2 separate regions of the Sus scrofa genome follow, and region 2 is linked to region 1. The links are chromatin contacts, called in public HiChIP or PLAC-seq maps. All regions are on one chromosome and are shown on one strand. Each heading gives the region's core, a stretch centred on a gene start, on an enhancer-like site or on the middle of the called end of the contact. The rest is flanking DNA. Distances are from core to core; before and after follow the strand shown. Region 1 overlaps CREB5 (cyclic AMP-responsive element-binding protein 5). Region 2 holds the start of CREB5 (cyclic AMP-responsive element-binding protein 5).

Region 1 (5,483 bases), core at 1,564-4,063:
GGATGGACAATCTGCTCTGTCATTTGTCCTCTGGATTCAGACTCACCCCAATTAAGACAAGTTGCCTTAAGTACAGAAATTATCAAAAAAGAAAATCGAGTGGTCAACGACCATGGAAAAAGATGTGCAACGTTACCCACAGGGTAAGAAATGCCAACCAAAGCTGTTCCAGATTTTGTTTAAAAATCCGGATGTTTAATACTTCTGAAAATGCTGTAAGATGGATGGCCTCCTATAACATAGGAAGGAAAGAGGATCAGTATTAATTTTAAGAAATTTGGGAAGTTCTCCTGTGGCACAATGGGTTAAGGATCCAGCATTGCTACAGGGGTGGCACAGGTTGAAACTTCAGTACGGGTTTGATCCCTGGCTCATGAACTTCTACAAGCCATGGGCATCCTCCCCCTCTAGAAAAAAGGGGGGGGGAGAAAAAGGAACGGAAAAATTAAAAAAAAAAAGAAATTTGGCAATATATATATATATATGTATATATATATATATATCCTTTAAAATGTTTATTCTCTTTGACCTAGTAATTTATTTTAATTCTGGGACTACATCCTAAGGAAATAATCAAAGATGTAATCAAATAATTTCAGATCAGCTTTTTGTTTAATTTATTTTCTATAATCAAAGGGTTATTTCTAGCAGAGACAATCTAAATACCCAAAAATAGACATAAAGGAAGTTAAAAATTTTATGTGATATCCATAGGATAAATTATACGATTGTTGAAGTGTTTTCAAAAGATACCGAGCGGTATGGGAAAATGCACAAATACCATGTGAAACTTTTCACAAGTGGGAACACAAACCAGAGGCTGTATGCAGGGCTGCTCTATAGAGCTGTGCTTGACTGTGGCTGGCAGAGCCCCAGATACCAATGCAGGGATTTGGGAAATTTGTGGCAAGGATTCTCACCTGCTCAAATATCTCTCCCCCACTCACTTGCCATAGGGTCCTGAAATTCTACTGCTGGTGAGTCAACCATCTGAGTTAAGTCCTACCTTATCTCTGGAACTTATAAAAAAAAAAAAAAAAAAAAAAAAAAGCCCAAAGTGTAGGGCAGCGTATTAAGTCACAGTAACATCTCCATCTAAAAGTTTATCTGATTTTTCCCTCCTCCCTTCTATCAGGAAGTATTTACTGGGTGCCTGGAACACTCAGGAAAGCTGCCAACCCTGGGACATGGCATCAAATTGGCCTCTGTTCTCAAGGAGTTCACAGGCTGGCCATGGGGCAGGTTCACAGACAATGACATGTAATAAAGCCTCTACAAGGAAGAGATAAACAAGATGCAAATGGAGACTAGCCCAGCAGAAGGCATGGCTCCTGTCTACCTGAGGAGGTTGAGAAGACTTTGCAGGAAATGTACATTTGAGCTAAGTCTTAGAAAAAAAGAAAAGAAGTGGCGTTTGCAGAGCAAAGGAAATAGGATAGGAGAGGCAAGGCAGCCAGAGAGAGCAAGAAGTCCTCAGAAGAAATGTCAGGCTTCTGGAAGGGGCTTTCGGAGAGGGACCATGCTGTGTGGAGCTGAGTGGAGCAGGAGAGGCTGGGAGGGACACAGGACCCGTTCCCCGGAATCACGGGCACATTCCCATGTAGAGGTGACAAAAGGGAGATAGACAGTCCAGGAAAGGGTACAAGTGAAACACTTGCCAACTCTGAAATTCTACCCAAGCGCGAACTTGCTCCCTCTTATACTTGAGATGCTGGCTACCTACTGAAATCAGGTCACTGCCTTGCCTCTCTGGTTGCACCTTTAATCTTTAGAATCCAAGGCCAGAGTTGAATGAAAATCTTGTCCTCCTTGAATATATCTCCTGCCTGGTGAGTGCAAATACCATTTCGAAATAAAAATACTCGATCTATTTCTGTTTTTGTTGGGACTCATTGATTCTGAGAACCTAATGATTCATCTTATCCACACTACAAAGAAGGCAAGGGAATCGGTCATATACTGCAGTACAGCTAGATTTTCAAACAAACAGGAAAGACCATTTTAAAAGATATCAATGGGAAAAATATATTCTCTCTTAGTTTTGGATTTGAAGATTGGATTCTCCCTTTTATTATTATTTTTTAAAAATTTCCTTTTAAAACTCCCAAACTTTTAGGAAAACTTTGCCTTCTCTATGTGCCCCAAAGCCCCACCTTCCATTCCCCTCAGGGCACACATTTTCTGACGAATCTTCTGTACTTCCCACATAAAACACCAAACCAACGCACAGCAATCATCCCAAAGTGCAAAGCAAACTTTTCTTGTTAGTTGTGCTGGCAAAAATCTTGGAAAGTGTAAGCTACATAAATTCCAAGAAAAAGACCAAAATATATCTCTGCAAAGCAGAACTTCCTTCTAACAAGATTTGTAAAATTCCGCCCTTCACCGCCTCCCCCCCCAGCCGCTATTCTGACACAAGCTGAACTTATTTGCACAACGTTCCAAAGCAGACAGGGACACACGCGAGCGCACACGTACACAAACACACAAAGAAGACGTGCCTGAAGACTGTCTGAGAGGGAGTGTTCCGAACCAGACCGACCGTGTGCTGTGTCCTTGCCCAGATGCATCTGACTTCAGGCTTGGGAACATTAAACAAACACAAAAACAAGAGCCGGCGATGTGCGTGCTGGGCTGGGTGACAGAGGCAGCGAGCAAATATTGGGATTGTATTTCACCTGTTGCCATGGTTACCAAAGCAGGGTGGATACTTGCAGAAAGAGAAAGAAAGAAAACTGGGAAGACAATGAGTCCTAGGAGACCGAATGTGTGTACGCGGAGGCGCTGGTGAGGGCGGAGGAGGGTGAGCCAAAAGAGAATATCCCATAAAAAGGGCCATTTCAATACCGCTTTGTGCTGGGTGCTCAGAGAGCTTGGTCATCCCTCCATACCAGCACGAAACAGATCTCCAAAAGCCCAAGGAAGATCCTCGAAGCCCCAAAGAACACGGCAGTGAGACGTGGGACGTTTACTTTTGCTTGGTGGCAGGCAAAATCAAGGCAGTTAGTACTGGGTACCAAGAGATGCAAAACTCAGCGCATAGCCATTCTCCTGGGGATCAATAAGACCAGCTTAGTGATCTCAAGCCCAGACCACAAAGTCTCAGAAAGAACTGCAGAGAACTCTACCCATTTCTTCAGGCATTCTGATGATGAACTTCAATTTCTATTTCATACAAAAGCTGACTGACCCTCTTCTTCCCAGGCACTCTGTTTCACTAACGCAACTCTGCAGAAAACGCTTCAGGAAACACTGGCTTAGAAGGTTCACTATCACAGCAACCAGCAGATGGCTTTCTGTGTCAATTCTTGACCAGCACCTGGGAAGTGAAGTACTCTAACCTTGAAAACTTGGAATCTGGGTTCCCATTCCATTTCTTCTGCTGATTAGCTACATGAACTTAAACCAGTTGTTAACTTGAATGTCAGGCTTTTGTTTCTCAAAGGAAAGAATTTTGCTAAAATAATCCCTGAGCTCCTTTCCTGCTTTGGAATTTAGTGACTCATAGCAACAGATAATCTCTCAAATTCTCATTTTCAAAACAAATATAATCCAATGAATAATCCCATGTATTTGGAATTCTGATCAGCACCTGGAATGTAAACCCTATAGGAATTTGTTCTGTAGAAATATAAATAAATGGTTGCTAGCTCTTATCAATGATCTCATAATCTAATCATTTACATTGTACCAAAAAAAAAAATGGACACCATGTATTCCTAAATGAAACGTTCTACATTGTGTTAAGTGGGCAACAAGGCAGAGGTATGTACAAAGTTATACTTTCAGCCAAAAGAAAGGACCTGGGGCTTCCATTAGCTCTTAGAGGCATGTTGTTGCTTTTAGCTCTGTAATTCAGCCCTTGTCTTGGCCAGACAGAAATATGGATTAGCCTGCTCTCCAGTGTTTAGATGATAAGAACTAGAGAGGCTAATAGGTGGCTGAGCCCAGCTATTAATTTAAGCCAAGACTTCCTTTATACACCTGAGTTTTACTTTGATAAGAATTTGCTTTGATTCAGAATAAGTTATCATGGGGATGTCAGAATCAGCACAATGTAGTAGAAACAGGGTGGAAATCAAAGAAGACTTGGGCTCAGGGCCTGATCGTGCCACTGGATAATGCTGGAAAAGTTACAAAGAACTTCTCGGTGTTTATAAAATGAGAATAATAACATTTCCCCGTCGACTTTACAGGGTTGTTATGAGGCTCCAATGGGACAAAGGGCACGGAAGCACTCAGAATTTGGAAAGTGCTTTACTAGTATAAACTCACAGGATGATCATCCCCCTGGCTGGCAAAACATTATGGTTTAGAGTCAGGACCAAGCGCCCAATGCCTGGGTTCACATCCCAGCACCATTTTTTTTTTTTTTAAATCAGCTTGAATGTTCTTTGCAAGTTATTCAATCTCTCCGATTATTCATTCATAAAACAAGATGAAGGACCGTACCTCCGTCAGTGGATTGTTTCAAGAATTAAACGAGCTAATAATACACTGCAAGATGTTTAACATAATTTCCGCCACATACACAAGTGATTCATCAATGTCATCAATTACCATTTTCTACTATGATGTTTTAAGGTAAATTGCCCTTAAAATGAGATCCACTGTACATAGCAGTGAGAGCTTAGATTTTTGCTGTGGTCAGTGTGGAGTCTTAACCGAATTCCTATTCATCTGCATATTGGCCCGTGAGGGAAAAGGATTCTGCAAAGAGTGGGCACCTTGGTTCAGCCCATCATTGTGTTTTGATCACTGGCTGCAGGGACACAGGACTGCTGGCACCCTCCAAACGTTAAGAAGAGTTTCTTCCAAGCCAACAGCATTTCCTGCCTTGCCACAAAGCTTCTGAGAAGCAGACATGCTATTTATCACTGCTTTTTATTCCTGGACTTTTAGGAAGCAAAGCTGGGGGTGATGAAAGCAAATAGGCAAATTGAAGAACTGCATTTCTCAAGAGTGCCAGGGAGATGTTACCTGGAGACTGCCTTTTCATGTGTATAAACTTTCCAGGCAACTCCATATGGAGCCAGGCTTCCCTGTGATTTATCTGTTGGACAGTGGGTGGCCAAGGGGCACGGTAGGCAAACAGTTATCCAGCTTGATAATTAGGGAGGGGAAAGGCAAACACAAACACACCCAGGTTGACATTCAAAACAAAGTGGAGATTTAACCATGGATTGCTCACTATACCACCCCAGTTCTCATCTGCCAATCTGCCAGGAGGAAACTAGGAGCCAAAAAAAGAGGCGCTGTTAGTAATTTATCAGTACAGCTCATGGAAAAAGTGCCATTCTGGGTAGAAGCATGAAGGTCTGAGTTGGGACCCAGCTTTGTGTTTAAATGATGGCTTGACCTCCCTAAGTCTTTACCAGGCTTTGGTGTCCTCAGTTGTCAAAGGAGGAACTGGATAACAGCCTTTTATCACTAAAAGGCCTTAACACTCCAATCATTTTGGTTTCTTTCATTCATTCATTAAT
Region 2 (5,510 bases), core at 1,685-4,184, 330 kb after region 1:
GTTAATAGAGCTTATTATTCTGAAGACGGGGAATGATTTTCTTCGAAAGTTGTCCCTGGGTGCATGCCTATTATCTTTGCTTTCCCCCTTCCACTAATGAGCATTTATCTAAAGAGCCTGTTAATCCTCTGATGTGTGCTTCTGGTCAGAGGTAACAGTTTGAATAAAACCACTAATCACTGATCACTAAATCACTGATCATTAATCACACTCTCCAGTGCTGGTGACCCGGGCCATTTTTCCCTTTGGGTCTATGTATGCATCACAAACAAGAAGTTTAACATTTTAGATGCACATGTATTGTGTGGGGGTTATACTATTTCATCTCTAGATGTGAATAAATAATAAACACTGCCACAAACTTGGGGAAGGAGATGTCAATTAGACCCCAGACAGGAGTTTCACAAATGCCTACTCTACAGCACGGCTTTCACTTTGAAGAAAGCAGATTTGATTATAACAAGACACGCATGCTTCAAGAAATTCCCACATACTCAGAATATAAATTTTCCTTTATTTAACTTTCACCAACTCCAAATCAGAGAGCCCTGAAACTCTCTGCCCTCCTCCATCCAAAATCCTGTTAGGAAATCTTCTATTTGACTCCTGCTGCACCCCCGCACCCCCACCCCTCGGAGATCTTTTTACTTTTATCCCTTAAACGTGTCACAAACAGTATTTTTATTTCAACTGCCAGATACGGAGATTCTGGCTCGATTCAGTGACTTCCATACTTAACTTCCTCTTTAAATAAAGAAACTTAAGGTTAAGATTAAGAAAGTAACACACGCCCCAATTTATTGTATAGTATTCGGGTTCCAAGACTCACATTCCCTAACTTTGGAAATGAAACGTTTAATCTTGAGCCTTTCGGATAAATTTGATTTAGTCAGCACAACCTCGCCATCCCCCTCCGGCTAACTGCTGGAAGGAAAGAGGAAGGCGTTATGTAAAATTAAGTACTTTGTTTGCTGTGGGTGTGTTGTTTTCCTAAGTCAACACAGGGACGTGGTATTATCCACCGTAGCGTCTCTAAACATTTCCTGAGATGCCTTTTCTATCAGGACTAAGTTATTTTTGCCCTAGAGGAGAGGGCTCGCTAGCGCCTTTCTTAAATAATAGAAAAGGGCAGCTTGTGTGCCCGCAGATCAGGTACTGTGCCCCCCTCAGCCGCCAGAAGCTCTCACCACGCTCCAGGGACTGTGACCGCCCCAGGGAAAGCAGTAAAAGGCGGAGGCGGGGCCAGAGTGATAACGGTATGGGCGGGAGAGAGCGGGCGGAGAAGGAGGGGTCCAGAGGGAGAGGGTAATAAAGATGCCCAGGGAATCGGCGATTGTACGAGTATGGTGGGGGCTGGGGATGGAAAGCATAGTTGCTTTGTCAGCACTTCTAAGCCCCTAACCCTTGAGTATCTGAAGCTGTTAATCAAACACTTACGGCCTGCAGAATGACGTAATGGACCTGTCTCCAGCCTTTATTCCTTGACACATGTCAGAGAGGGAGGGAAAAATAAAAATCATACACTCTGCGGGCTCTGACAACGAAATACACAAGAGACCCACTTGAGTTCCCGGCCCTGTACCAGCCTCAAGTGGGGGCGGCACCCGTTCAAGGAAAGTTAGGGAGGAGTGGACAAGATCAAGATCGGGGGCTTCATCTACCAGATTAGCACCCCCCCCAATAAACCTATAGCAAAAGAAAAGCGAAATGCAGCCGACGGGGAAAAAACATCTCTTTGGTTGCTTCGTGCGTCTTGCCCCTCTAAGACCGTCGTGAAAAGTTTTAAGCGATTCCTTGAAGAATCTGCCTGGAGAAGAGGGCTTCGCCGCCGCCGTATCCTGGGAACTGCCACCGCGCCGCCGCGGCAAAAGCGGGAGCTGTCATTTGGGGCAGCAGCGGAGAAGAGGTAATGATGCCAACGAGAACCGGACGGAGGCAAGAGGTGGCTGGAGGAATGAAGGCGAGAAGAGCCTCGCCACTCTCCAGCCCTCCGCGCCCGGAGTGAAAGCAAAGTGCCCTCCAAGAGCGACGTCCCCTCCCAGGGCGCGCGCGCCCACCACCTGGGGCCGGCAGCCCTGCGGGAGAGGTGGCAGCAGCAGGCTCAGCACCGGGGAGGGAGCGAGCCCCCCGCGCGCCCGTCCATCCGCCCCCTAGGTGACCCGGCGTCCTCGCCGCGCCCGCTGGAAGTTTGCAAACTTTTTCCGGGGGTTCCGCCGCATCACCGGGAAGTTGGGGACGCGGGGGGCGGTTCCTGGCTCGCCGTCTCCGCTGCCGCCACCGCTGACGCCGCTTGACCGCACTTCTGGAGGGTTCCGCACCTTGCCAGGTCTCTGGAGGCAAACACACACCCCCGATTCATAACTGTTCCCCGTGTCAGGGAAACACACGCGCGCTCCCACACACGCACGCACGCCGGGGCTGACACGGCGCTCGCTCCACGTTAGCATCCCTCCAGTCGCACGGCGCGGCGGCCACCGAGACGCGCTCCGGGACGGACTCGGCGTGGGGTCTCTGGGGTAGCCTCAGGACACAGCCGAATTCCACGGTCCACCAGCATTGGGGGACGGACTTCCCTCTGGTCCGCCAGAGTGTTTACAAACACAGATCATCCTCCAAAAAAAAAAAAAAAATGCATCGCATCTTCCCCTACTTCTTGCCCTGTGACCTGCCCACTAGACCAAGTAACCTCGCGGCTGCTGCCGAGAACCAGCCCCTGCAAACAAGTACGTTCCCGAGATGGCTCCCGCGGCAAGTGCAACAAAAGTGGCTAAATGCAAAAGCCCCAGAAGTGGCCGAGCCGTATTTTTAGGAACTTACCAAACAAGTGTGGAGAAGGCAAGAGCGGAGCCCGGGTGAAGGGACCACGTTGGACTGAGCAAAGATTACAATACATTCTATTTAGAGTGCATTACATCACCCCCCCGGTGACGTCACGTGGGATTCCTGAACTTCTAAATCATTGCGGCCCGTGGGGGGGTGGGGGGAGGAGGGAGGGGCGGGGCCGGCGCGCCGAGGGGGCGGGCCCCGCCCGCGCACCGCCCCACCAGCCGACTCTGGTGCACCCGCGGGGGAGCGGCGGCGGCAGCGGCGACCGCGCGAGCAACAGCTTGCAGAGGCCAGCGCCGTGTGACACGGCTCCCTGACATTAGTGGTGTGAGTCAGCTTGGAAACAATCGTCACGGTTTCAGACGGGACCACGGAGGAGGCAGGGACCTGGGCTCTCCCGTGAGGAGGGCCTGGTGGCATTTGAAAGGTGTGGGGACGGGGAGTAGGGGAAGGGTGGGAATGGGGAGTAGAGGAAGGGTGGGGAGGGGGTGCAGACGAATGCGGGAAGAGACTTTCTACAAACAGAAATGAGGAACGCTCCCCCTTCCCCCACCAGCAGATGTCCAGCTCCTTTTTGCCTGCGACAGTCGTGACCTCATTACAGTGTTCCCTGCATCCTGGCTTCTCAGAGCATTCACTCGACACCCCTTTTCACGGCCCTCCCCCCCCCCCGCCGCGCCCCATTTCACCTCCAAAGGAATAACTTCTTTATTGTGCACACTCATTTGGAATGTGATGCCCCTGTCCTTCCCAAGACCCCTGCTTCATGAGTGTGAGAAGCTGGAAGGAGCGTTGTTCCTGCAGGCGAAAGGTGAATTACAGCTAGAGCCAAATGATGAGCCTGATTTAGACTCAGCGTCAGATCCGGAAGGGCCCTTGGCGCTCACTTCCAGAGCCTCCTCTGTTACTTGCCCAAGCTCATAAGCTGGCAAGTGGCAGAGCCAGAGCCGGAATGCAGGATTCGGGGCCCTGGTCTGCAGTACGTTCCTGACAGCTCAGTGAGAGAAGGAGCCTGGTGTTTTCAGCATCAGCCAGGTCACCATGGCCATCCCCAGCTTAATTTCCATTCGGATGTTCTCTCTGTGAGTCGGACTCAAAGGGAAGGCAGAGGCTAAATCCAGGAGATGCCAGACATCTCAGAGCACCACGGTCATCCTTGCAGCAGCTCACACTTTGCAAAGCACTGGAACCCACGTGGAACTCCCCTGATTCTCACAACAACCCAGCACAAGGAGAAGTAGGGCAGGTGTTATAATTATCCCCATTTTACAGGGAGCCAAGGCAAATTCCAGAAGCTTAGGGGGCTGGCCTGAAGCCACTGGATAACTCCCGCCCCTGTTTTAAAACTCCAAATCCTAACTGGACTCCTTTCTAGAACCAGGGCGGAGCTTTCCATTCTCATGGGTTATTGATGGTTAGAACCTTTGCTGAGGACGAGTTGGCTGGGAGTCCAAGCTTTGCTTAGGAACAGTTTAGCCCCCATTAACAAACAATAATCATTCCTGACATTTATGTAACATCTGACATTTATATAGCACCTCTCATCCCAATGCATCATAACCATGACTGTGCAGTTTGCCAGAGAATCATGACTGGACTGGCTAGAAACTGTCGTGCTTTGCCTGGATCGTCACATACTTCTGAGCTGGTTTTGCCATACTAAATGGAAGAGCTCTGTGTTTCCTTTCTATTTTTTAAGTGTTTAAACAACTCTCTTTCTTGGTGTTTCTTGAGACCACAGGGACTGCTGACTATTCCTTTCCCACAGCTTGATTCAGAACTCATCACTGCGTTTCCTATTTGTTCTCTTCCACGTGTAGCCCTGAAGGAATTGCAAAAGAAGGGCTCCAGTCCTAACTTGAATCTTAACTAATAAAACTTTTAAAATGACAGCTCAATTACCTGTGTTTACAGAAGAAAGCAACAGCCTCCTGAGGAACAGCCTCCTTGCCCACATTCCTACTCAATTAGCTGGACATCCTTTTCCACCTAAAGCAAGGATCTACCTCCTTCTCCCTTAAAGAAAAAGCGTGAACCAGACAAGGAGCAACCTTGAGACAGAAAAGGCAGACAGCCTAACTTATCAATGCTCAGTCAGAGAGCTCATCTCTTCTTCCGGCTGACAGGTGTGGACCAAAGGAATAGAATGGAGAATTGAATAAGCAAAACTGAGATGATGATCAAAAGAGTTTAAAACCTGTAATTAGTTAATCAACATATAAATTTAAAACATTTAATTCCCAATATTCTCTAAACAGAAGCATATATTTGAGTTTTAAAGCAAGTAGCTCATCAGTTTCTAATACTATCCAAATCAGTTGTCCATCCTTGAAAATTGTTGCTGATCTTTTGTTTGATGTGCTGTTACCAGGTAAACATCACCCTGTCTACACCACGGTTGACAAGAGAATACACATGGGACTCTTCCAATGACTTCCCCAAAAACTTGATAATCATTAGGTTACTTGGAGTCTCAATGGACAGATAATTTCTCCACATCAGCCATATTGTTTGTGGTGCTGACTCACCTCTTAGCTTCTGCTGAACTGACAGCAATTTCATTCACAATGTTTCTAGCCATTGCATTACAGTTTTCTGTATATTTCAGATCTCTGTTACCAAATAAATCACCCATACATACAATTTTTTAAATGTAAAATGAAAAAGACAGGTGGTATTTATGA

What was found. HiChIP or PLAC-seq counts read pairs in DNA pulled down with a chosen protein or histone mark.
Region 2: a contact with region 1 is called in an H3K27ac HiChIP or PLAC-seq map of skeletal muscle. The contact joins the promoter of CREB5 here to the enhancer-like site in region 1. A contact is called at or near these places in 7 of 47 Hi-C or Micro-C datasets (embryonic fibroblasts, fetal heart ventricle, fibroblasts and 4 more) and 1 of 2 datasets of contacts at active chromatin or transcription factors (skeletal muscle).

Annotation. Positions count from the first base shown.
Region 1 is chr18:43,930,403-43,935,885 of Sscrofa11.1, forward strand. All of the region lies in intron 7 of CREB5 (cyclic AMP-responsive element-binding protein 5), which reads right to left. Among named protein-coding and RNA genes, the nearest start is that of TRIL, 210 kb to the left of the region's middle. Within about 2 kb of position 2,814, at least 23 of the 83 cell types and tissues checked have an H3K27ac peak or open chromatin away from gene starts, as enhancers often do. A contact at or near this core is called in retroperitoneal adipose tissue and skeletal muscle, where this site is marked.
Region 2 is chr18:44,261,580-44,267,089 of Sscrofa11.1, forward strand. CREB5 (cyclic AMP-responsive element-binding protein 5) reads right to left here and starts at 2,935. Exons shown (of 11, transcript XM_013985749.2): 1 at 2,818-2,935.